Linked DNA regions of Mus musculus: region 1 is linked to region 2. The links are chromatin contacts, called in public promoter capture Hi-C maps. All regions are on one chromosome and are shown on one strand. The core of a region is the stretch at or near the end of the contact, and the rest is flanking DNA. Distances in the headings are between cores, read along the strand shown. Region 1 holds the start of Mettl23 (methyltransferase like 23). Region 2 holds the start of BC018473 (cDNA sequence BC018473).

Evidence for each region. Capture Hi-C pulls out chosen DNA fragments and counts their contacts.
Region 1: a contact with region 2 is called in a promoter capture Hi-C map of adipose tissue. The contact joins the promoter of Mettl23 here to the promoter of BC018473 in region 2. A contact is called at or near these places in 1 of 39 promoter capture datasets (the 3T3-L1 cell line), 5 of 115 datasets of contacts at active chromatin or transcription factors (the HPC-7 cell line, bone marrow-derived macrophages and embryonic stem cells) and 2 of 9 other capture datasets (adipose tissue and liver).

The regions. Positions count from the first base shown.
Region 1 is chr11:116,842,186-116,846,961 of GRCm38.p6, reverse strand. It overlaps Mettl23 (methyltransferase like 23), which reads right to left and starts at 3,447. Exons shown (of 5, transcript NM_028865.3): 1 at 3,188-3,447. The coding sequence starts at 3,355. Jmjd6 (jumonji domain containing 6) reads left to right here and starts at 3,513. Exons shown (of 6, transcript NM_033398.3): 1 at 3,513-3,897; 2 at 4,242-4,630. The coding sequence starts at 3,769.
Region 2 is chr11:116,749,051-116,754,335 of GRCm38.p6, reverse strand. It overlaps BC018473 (cDNA sequence BC018473), which reads right to left and starts at 2,169. Exons shown (of 4, transcript NR_003364.1): 1 at 1,750-2,169; 2 at 671-766; 3 at 1-2. It also overlaps Gm11735.

The DNA of each region.
Region 1 (4,776 bases), core at 2,198-4,697, 91 kb before region 2:
GAAGTTCAAGGCCAACCTTGACTACATACAAATCAAAGGCCAGCCAGAACTAGACTTCTAGATTCTGTGTAAAAACAAACAATTAGAATCTGGGGAGCATTTAGAGGAAAAATATGCTTCCACAATGAGCCTCCCCCACCAACTACTCCAGATCCAGATGTGTAATGTCACATGACCTACTTGTCAGGGCTTCAGTCTCTCAACTACAGACACTGTCTCCCTAGGGTAGTTAATATGCAATGCCAGGCACAAAGCACTGAATATTAGCAACAGAAATATAAGCCTTCTGCCTGTCTTCTGGAAGAAGGGGTGCCCTGATAGACTAGCTTTGGCAAAGCTTATCAAAGCTGTAAAAGAAAGAGAGGGCCAAATTTACTCTAGGGACTGAGTTTACTCATCAGTCCACTAACGGCACATGGATGGGTATAGTGGTAAACACTGGTCACTCCAGCACTGGAAGGAAGGGGGGCAGACAGGAGGGCCCCAAACTCAAGGCCAGTCAGGCCAAAATGTCATAACCCTACTTAAAAATAACAATAATAGGGATTGGAAAGAGCTCTGCTTTTCCAGAGGATCAGGGTTCAATTTCCATCACCCTTATGGCAGCCAGCGAACATCTGGATCTTCTGTTCCAAGTGACCTAATAGCCCTTTTTGGCCTCTGAGGACACACATAGGTGGTGCTCAGACATACATACATACAGGCAAAATACCTATAAGCATAAAAAGCCTATGCAGTGATACTCCCCTTTAATCTCAACACTTGAGAGGCTGAGCTAGGTAGATCTCCATGAGTTCAGTCAGCCAGGATTGCATAGACTTTGATTCAAAAAAGAACAAGAAACATAAAAATAAACTTTATTTGGGGAGCAGAGAGGGAACGTAATACTGAGGGGTGGAGGCAAGAAGAATGAAGAACACTAGAAAATGAATGATGGAAAAAGCCAGAGAAACATTGTTTTGTTTACTGTACTTATGCACTTGATGTAAATGAAGTCCCGGGGCAAAAATACAGACCAGATGGAAGATTCAGCAGTTCAAAGCTTCCCACTCTTCATTTTCGAGAGGAAGTCACTGTGTTGTGACTGTGCAGACTATGTTGGCCTCAAACTCCAGTGATCCTCTTGCCTCTGCCTTTTGAATGCTGGGATTAAAGGAGGGATTAAGGGCATGGGCCATCAATTCCAGCAAAAAATTAATCTGTAAATAAAAAAATAAAGCAGGGGATGGTGGTGCATGGCTTTAATACACTTGAAAGGCACAAGTGGGCAGGCCAGCCAGAACTCCATAATGAAATCCAGTCTCAAAAAACAAATATCAGTACCTAAGCATGAGACCCTGACTTAACATATGTCTATAACACAATGGATTAGGCTTTGAGTACAATAAAGGCCCAGAGAAGGATGTTTCTAGAAGAAATGCAGATTTGTGTATAAAAACCCCGGGGTTCTTTACTCATATTGAGTGTCTTTACTCCCTAAATTTGGAAGGAAATTCAAGAGTTTTTGACATGAAGACATTTGGAAGCTACAGAAACAAGTTGTTTTGGTCTGCCTCTTATGTGTTTTCCCCTGTAACACTGACCTGCTGAGAAAGGACAAACTAAAAACAAGGAGGACATGGGAAAGTCAAGATCTCATCCCTAAGACTAGTCTCTCACCAAGTGAGGATCAAATTTTAGTACAACTAACAAAATTCACCGTGACATTTGTCTACAGAGGAGCAGAGTTCTTTATATTGACATATTTCAAACCAGAATGTTCTATGGTTTTATTTACTAAAACAAGTTTCTTAGAAATTCCTGAAACAGCCGGGCGTGGTGGCGCACGCCTTTAATCCCAGCACTCGGGAGGCAGAGGCAGAGGCAGGTGGATTTCTGAGTTCGAGGCCAGCCTGGTCTACAAAGTGAGTTCCAGGACAGCCAGGACTATACAGAGAAACCCTGTCTCGAAAAACAAAACAAGACAAACAAACAAAAAAATTCCTTAAACAATTTAACTCCAGATGTTACCAAATCATTCATATGGCTATTAAGACACTCAAGTGCAGTATTCTGACTTATGAAGTCTGTACCCCATGCCTTCTTGTCCTTTTCCTAGTTGTCTATTAATGCCCAAACTTAAAAAGATCCAGGTTATTAGTATCTTCCAACTCTGCTTCACGCTTATTTGTCCTGAAATATTTCTCTGTAGTACACAGCCAAGAATCTCTTCTCTAATGTTAGAGGCTGCTGGGAGGGCGGAGGAATACACCTTTAATCCCAACACTCCAAAGGCAGAGGCACGGTGAACCCTGAGTCCAGACTGGTTCACAGAATGTGTTCCACAATAACCAGGGATACATAGAGAGACCCTGTCTCAAAACAAAATCTCTGCTTCACTTGTGTAGAAGTCTGGGAAAAAAAACAAACAAACGAGGACTGCTACAGGTGGCAGCATTGTATAGCAGAAGGCTATACCTTCTGCTCCCCTTACTATTGCCAGGGACACCTACCTACCTATGGTCCAGCTGCCTACATTACAACACGAAAATCCTTTGTAAAACCCGACTACCTGGGAAGAGTTAGTCAGTTTTAGAGTAGCTATGAGCTCGGAGGGAACAAGCCAGTGCCGATGTATAAAATTTTATTGGGGTGTTGGAGACAGGAATCCCTGGTCCCAAAATTTAAACAGCAAAGATTACGGGGTTTGGGATAAACTCAAAAGCACAACTATCATCTATCGTGTATGGATCTTGGATTCGAGCCCCGGCACTGTTTAAGCCAGCATGGTGGCGCACACTCCTAACCCTAAGAAGCGGGAAACGGGGGTTCAAATTCAAAGCCTGCCTGAGCTCAGAAATAAAACAGAGAGTTAGGGCTACCACTCAGTGGCGGAGCACTTGCCTAACAGGCAGAGGTTCAATCAAGAGTACCCGGAGGTTTGGTGGGGAGGGGGGCAGGCCGTGTTAGATATACTGACAGATGCTTTCAAAAGAGTACAAAGTTAGCATCACAGGACAAGACAGCCACTTTCCTGGTGGAATTCAGTGAACTTCCTGGCACTGTCCCTAAATGTGTCACTGGAGCGCACTTAACCCCTCACCGGGCTTCACACCAGACCTGGTGCTAATGAACGAAGCCGAGAACTGAAGGACAACCCACTCCCGCTCCAAACAGGGGGCTCCCACGTGGGTGCCGCCGCACGCACCTGCGGGACGCGGACCTCCAGCACCGCCCGATTGCCTCCGGGAACTGGCTCCTCCCGGAACCGAAAGAGCTGGGTCCCGGCCATGAGGCCGGGCTCGCACGTAGGGGAGTCCAGGGACGCCGGGTCAGGAGGCGGTGCCCAAGGAGCGCGGGGCCGGACACTGTCCATGGCAAACACAGGAAGCCGGAGGCCGCAGCGGGCCCGGCCGGAAGGAGACCGCAGGGAAGCGACGCGCAGACGGAAGTGTTGCGTAGGCCAAAGCAGGGAGGGGCAGGGCGTCGGCGACGCGACCTTCCCAACATGGCGCCCAATTGGCGTGCATGAAGGCGGGTCTGGCAGGTCGCTGAGGCCAATGGCGGACCGCATGAGGCGGTGGGGCGGGGAGGAAGGCCGCTGTTCGCCCAACCCAAAGCTCCGGTGGCGGCTGAGGAGTGAATCTTCTGGAAGGCGACTTTAAAGGCGCCGGGCCGGAGCGAAGGGCGTCTCGGGGCCGCGCCAGCCAGGGAGGGAGGGCGCGTTTGGTGGCAGGAAACGCGAGCCGCGTCGGGGTCGGGGCGGAACCGGACGGCGAGCGGCTCACGATGAACCACAAGAGCAAGAAGCGCATCCGCGAGGCCAAGCGAAGTGCGCGGCCGGAGCTCAAGGACTCGCTCGACTGGACCCGGCACAACTACTACGAGAGCTACCCGCTGAACCCCGCGGCCGTGCCGGTGAGCGGGGCGCGGGACCCCACACGACGGCTGCCCGCCTTCCGAGGGCCGCTGGTCCCCCGATGGGGCCCCGCAGCCCGGCTGTCAAAACTCGCTCGGTCGTGGGAGCTTCGGGCCCCTCCCTCCCGTGAAGGGGTGGCTCCGGGTGCGACGTGCTCGCCCGCACGCACGTGGGCCTCCTTCCGTCCCTCCGGCCCCCTGGAGGAGCAGAGGCTCGCTCGTTCCTTGCTCGTGTGTGCCATTGCTCACGGGTGTCTTTGCTAATTGGCCCTGTGGGACACCTTTATCCGCCACTGGACTTGTTCCAGTGTCCTAACGGGACAGGTCTTTTGTTGTTCCCGCAGGATAACGTGGAGAGAGCTGATGCCTTACAGCTGTCGGTGAAAGAGTTCGTGGAGCGCTACGAGAGGCCTTACAAGCCCGTGGTTCTGCTCAATGCACAAGAGGGCTGGTCCGCACAGGAGAAATGGACTCTGGAGCGCCTCAAAAGGAAATACCGGAACCAGAAGTTCAAGTGCGGCGAGGATAATGACGGCTACTCGGTTAAGATGAAGATGAAGTACTACATCGAGTACATGGAGAGCACCCGCGATGACAGTCCCCTTTACATCTTCGATAGCAGCTATGGCGAACACCCCAAAAGAAGGAAACTTTTGGAAGACTACAAGGTGCCCAAGTTTTTCACAGATGATCTTTTCCAATACGCGGGGGAGAAACGCAGACCCCCTTACAGGTAAATTATTTCACGTTAAGTTTTCAAAAACCATGGACAGTGACAGGCAGTGGTATTTTTGTAAGGCCAGCCTGGGCTACAGAATGAGTTCCAGGACAGCAAGGGCTACACAAAGAAACCCTGTCTCTGGATAAACACACACAAAT
Region 2 (5,285 bases), core at 920-3,419:
GGCTAAGGGAGGGAAGAGATTGAGCCATGACCTACTTGGTCCTTGTCCAATCCTGGGACCTTGATCTCGCTAGAGCTGAGTCATTCTTCCTTCCCGTGTCCTAATTCTTTGCAGTAGACTCATTGGTTTTTCTTGCAGGTGGCCAGTGGCAGCCTTCTCTTGCCATTATCAACGGCCTGTTCCCTTTTAAATCTGAACCTAGGAATGGACCCTCTAGTTCCCAGCCAACATAGCTTGAGCCATGTGTTTCATCTGCCATTCATCTGGGGTGTCCCTGTTATTAAAGACTCTAGCCACAACCTCAGCCAACTTAGACAAGTTTTCTCCTCCAAAGTGCTCCAGTCTTTGAAGTTTCTTTCAGATATCAGGGGCAGACTGGGCCATAAAGGCAGTATTATCAAGGTCAGAATGGGCCATAAAATCAATATTATCAGGAGCAGACTGGGCCAAAAAGGCAGTATTCATGGCCCTCCTGTTTCCTTATGCTTTGGGATCTATCAGGATATAAGTCCACCAGGCTTCCGTGAGGCATTCCAGGGAGATCACAGTCCAAAGGACACTTCTTGGGTTCCTGAATAACCTGACTAACTTTTGGCAAATTTGTAGGCCAGCAGACAGCTGCTTGTAGTACTCCCAAGAGTCTGGTGAAAGACCTTAAAGGGCTGCTTACCTGCTGCCTCATTAGGGTTCCAATCTGGGCATATGAAGGGTGACTGTTGTCACTAGGAAGCAATTTCCTGGCTTCCCAGAAGATGCATTCCCAGGCCTGTGAGGAAAAGAACATCTCAGGAGTTGTTGACAGTCATCCCAAGTTGGCTGATGGGTATAGTCTCCAAGAGAAAAGTTAAACCCTGGAGTTTCTCTGAAAAAGAAGGATTCAGATTCTTTGAGGATAGAGGTCAAGAGGCTGTTTTAAACCATGAAAGGGTCCTCATCTCGGGGCCCATGGGAGGGTCCTCATCTCGGGGCCATGGGGAGTGTCCACACCTTACATAGAGTTAAGGTGGGGACTCTGCCAGAAGTGGTCTTCCTCACTAAGATCTCTTCAATATCTGGAACCGGTCCTGGTGTAATGGGGACTTGGGAAGAAGGAGTTAGAGGTGGAGCTCCACGACAGGGATAGCAGAAGTAGGAAGAGATCCATGAGTCGTGTGAAAGGTTGGGCAATGGAGGGGACAATGTTAGTGAGGAGGTGTGTCCTTGTCCATGGAGGGGAGACCAGGAATCTCCCTCTCATCCCTCTGAGACTTGGGTCTGAGGGGGAGGACTTAAGAGGCGCTGCTCGACTCCAGCAAGAGAGAGTTGAGCCATTCAAGTAGCTCTTCCACAAGACATCACCAAGCCTTGAAGTAGGAGCCTTGGCCAGAATGTCCTTATCATGCAAAGTTGACAGCCTGTGTGCAGTAAACCACAGTTAAATTGAAAGTACCCCCTGGGCACCAGTCTATCCTGAAGGTGGGCCGTTTGAGATGACAGAATGTCACAAGATTGTCAGGGTAGACTTTATTACCAGATGGAGAAGTTTCTTCTAAAATTCCTTAAAATGATGAAGAAGCTCAAGAGAGGACTGGGTGGCGAATTGCTTCTGTTCTGTCTTAGAATCCAGGACCAAGAAGACACAGACAGTGAACAGAGAAATGAATGTAAGACCAGACACTAACAAACACAGAATGTCTAAATGTGACAAAGGGACTGATAGAAGAAACAGACAAACGAGACACCCCCCTCCCCCATCAAAACCAGACTCACCTCCAGTGTTTCCCCTGAAGTTGCCAATTCAAAAAATTGCACTTCTGTATCAGGGCTCTGGATCCTGGACAAACCCCCAAAATGTTGGTGTGCGATGGTGCGGAGAGTCTGGTGAAAATCCAACAACAGGAACACACCAAGTTGTTGTTGTTGTTGTTGTTCTTTAACCAGAGAAACTTTGTTGATTTGAACAGCAAACTGAGCAGTCAGGGATACAACACAGATGCAGCTGCTGCCACTGCAACCCTTACTCTTCTGGGGGAGCAGGTTTTGAACTCAAAAACCACAATCAACGTGTGTAAGACAGCATCATGAGATGGAAACTCACAAGCAGGTGGACCATCTAAGATTACACAAGAGGAAACACTGTCAGGGAGGTTTCTTAATAATGGGTTTCCAGGCCAGGTGGGGGTGCAGACTTTAATCTGCACCCGGGAGGCAGAGGCGGGCGCATCGCTGTGAGTTGGAGACCAGGGTGATATACAGAGTGAGGTCCAGGACAGCCTGAGCTAAAAAAAAAAAAAAACAACAACAACAACAAAGTTTACTAGTCATGGGTTTTGCAGTTGGAATGCAGGGGAAAGAAAGAAAAAGTGAAAGGAATGATGGAATGATGGAAGGAAGGAAGGAAGGAAGGAAGGAAGGAAGGAAGGAAGGAAGGAAGGAAGAAAACACATCTGTGTTCCTAGCTTGACCTTAAATGGTGTTGAGGCCTCAGCAAATGTCGGTGGATACAGATACTGAAAGTCTCATTAAGCTTCTGTCATGTGCAGTCTTTCAGATTCATTGTGAACTCAGCGTGGTCTCCACACCCGTGCAAGGCAGAGAGGACTGGCAGCCAGGGTCCTCTTCAGAGAGCATGGTGATATCTGAACTGAGGACATCACCCCTCCAAGGTGTGGTTGAACAGGAAGTTTGTGTTATAGATATAATAAAGAGTACAGCCAGGGGCATCTGAATGAGTGTAGAATGCACGGGGGGGGGGGGGGGTAGGCGGGAAGTAGATTTAACATGAACAGTAGGCTGGACTTGGCCATGAGAGGAGAAAGAGAGAAAGAGAAAGGACGACAGAGAGAGTGCTGTGGGGCTGGAGGGCCGTGGAACCTGGGAGCAGGTAACACCCTGGAGAAAGAGTGGGGTCAGGGCATGTTGAAACCCTGGAAATTCCGTCCTAAGATTTGCAGGAGTCGGGTCATCCCCTCTGCGCCCCACCCCACTCTGAGCCTGCATATTCCAGCACAGGTAGCCCTGCTCCCCAACCTTTGCCCCCCAGAGGAGGTCATAGAGCCTAGTAGCCAGGTTAAACTAATTCTCCCCTTAATAATGTCCTGTCCTGCAGCGCCTGGAATTTCTTCTTATTCCAATCAGTCATCCCGCATACCCTGGCCACACCCAGTGATGTACACTCACCCAGGATCCCTACCCATCCTCTAAAGGTTTACATAGCGATTGTTTCCACCATGAAATAAGCTGGCTCACCGAAGCTGTCTCCCCAGTGTCATATTCATTGTGCTCAGAGATACTGAGGTCTCCTAGACTCCTAGCCTTTCACACCTTGCTTCCCCTTTCAGGATCAGCCAGTCACCCACCATGGGTGAAGAAGTAGAGCCTGAAAGGCAATGTGCAGGCTAAAACCAGAGAAAACAAACAACCAAAACCCGAAAACAAAACAAAACAAGGGAGAGAGACAAGAGTGAGGTTGTTGAGAAAGAGAATCTGGAGAATGGGAGACACAGGAGCTGCAGAAGTATAGTGTATCTCAGTGCATCTCCACCCTCTCAGCCCCTCACCCTCCCTATCCCCCTAATCCACTCCACCTCCATCATCCCCCGCACCCATCCCCTGGGCCCCTTTGAGAACTGCTGAGAAGAGCCAATGTCCCAGCATGGATGTGGTAGTATATACTTGTGAGACTTGGCGAGCCAGAAGGAGGCCAGCATCTGCCCTTTTCTAGGTTAATAGGCACAACATGTAGCCATTTGTCCTGAGAGCCTTTTGGATCTGACAGTTGAAAGGAGAGAAACTGTTTATTCAGATTGATGCTGGAGTGAGAAAGGGCCTAACCCCTGTACCCTGCCTCTGGCCACCCCAACAAACAGGCAGGCAGGTATAGGGGTAGAATTGCAGGGGCTGGCATTTGAAGACATCGTCATTGAGGCTTCTTGTTTTTCTGTACCTGTATCATCTTCCACGTTGCTGGAGACAGGGCCCCCTCTCCTCTGCATACATCAAGCTAGCTGGCCTGTGCAGTTCTGGGATGTTTCTGTCTCCATCTCCCATCTTGCCACAGAATCACCGGGTCTACAGACATTTTGCTACCATGACTGGCTTTGCATAGGTGCTGGGAAACTCAACCTAGGTCTTCATGGCTGTGTGTCAAGGGTTTCACCCACCATGCCTTTCTCCCAGAACTCTCTAGGCACCTATTTTGTGAAGCTGTCCATTGGCCCTGAATGAAAGCAAATCTCAGACACACAGATTTCTGGTGATGTTCCCGTCACAATTTCTGAGAAACTAAGAAACTTGACCCTAAAGGGCAACTGTGCTTTGGGTCCCTCCCATCAGAAATAAAACCTATTTGAACAGAGTCTTTCTCTTCCGCCAATGTCCCGCCCTTCCCTTAACTCTTCTGCTCTTTGGAACAGCTCAGAGTCACGAGGCTCCCTCGCCCTCACCTGAGGAGCAGGCGATCTGACTGCTGCTTCAAGAAGCTTGCTCTCATCATACATGCTGTTAGGGACCAGCCATCCACCATGACGAGATATTGCAGAGGACTTTCCCAGAGGCAAGCTTTCCTGCTTCTGACTGTGTTGGCATTGCTCTTTATTCTGTTCTTCGTTGTTAAGGATCCAAGGGCAAAAGATTCCAGGTAAGAAGATGCCACTCCTGTGATTCCCAGGAGAAGCACCTGAGGCGAGGCCTGAGGGACTCAGAGCCACCTATAGGTTCCATGTGAGTAAGGTCAGGAGTCTTGAAAAGAACCCTGGAAGGAGCTGGTGCTGTTGACCAAGGTGCCTGAGACACCAGAGGTTTGTCTCTCTGTGTATCCCTGGCTGTCCTGGAATTTGCTATGTAGACCAGGCTAGCCTCAGACTCCCAGAGATCTGCCAACCTCTGCTAGGATTACAGGCCTGTATCCCTTTATTTTTGTATTCATGTTTTTATATCATTTGAGAAAACAGTTTTAAGCATGCATTTCAGATGACAATGGCTGTCACAGTGTCAGGGCATCCCTAGAATAACATGGGGATGTGGGAGGGGGTTGAAGGACTCCAGGGATGCTAGAAAGAAGCTTCTAGTGGGAGTGGCCTGCAGCAGAACCACTCCAGGTCCCCACACTAGTCAGTGGCACATGCTCCTGAGTGGAGGGGTATGGCAAACAGCTTGGTGGCCATTGCGGTCTAGAGCCTTCTGAAGGTTGACTGGCAATGCTGCTGTCCATTGTGTAACACACGGAAAGAAAACAGAGCCGTGCTGTTCTATCCCAGGTCTTCATGGCCTAGGGAGCTGGGGAACAGGAGCTTAGCACCTCCTTC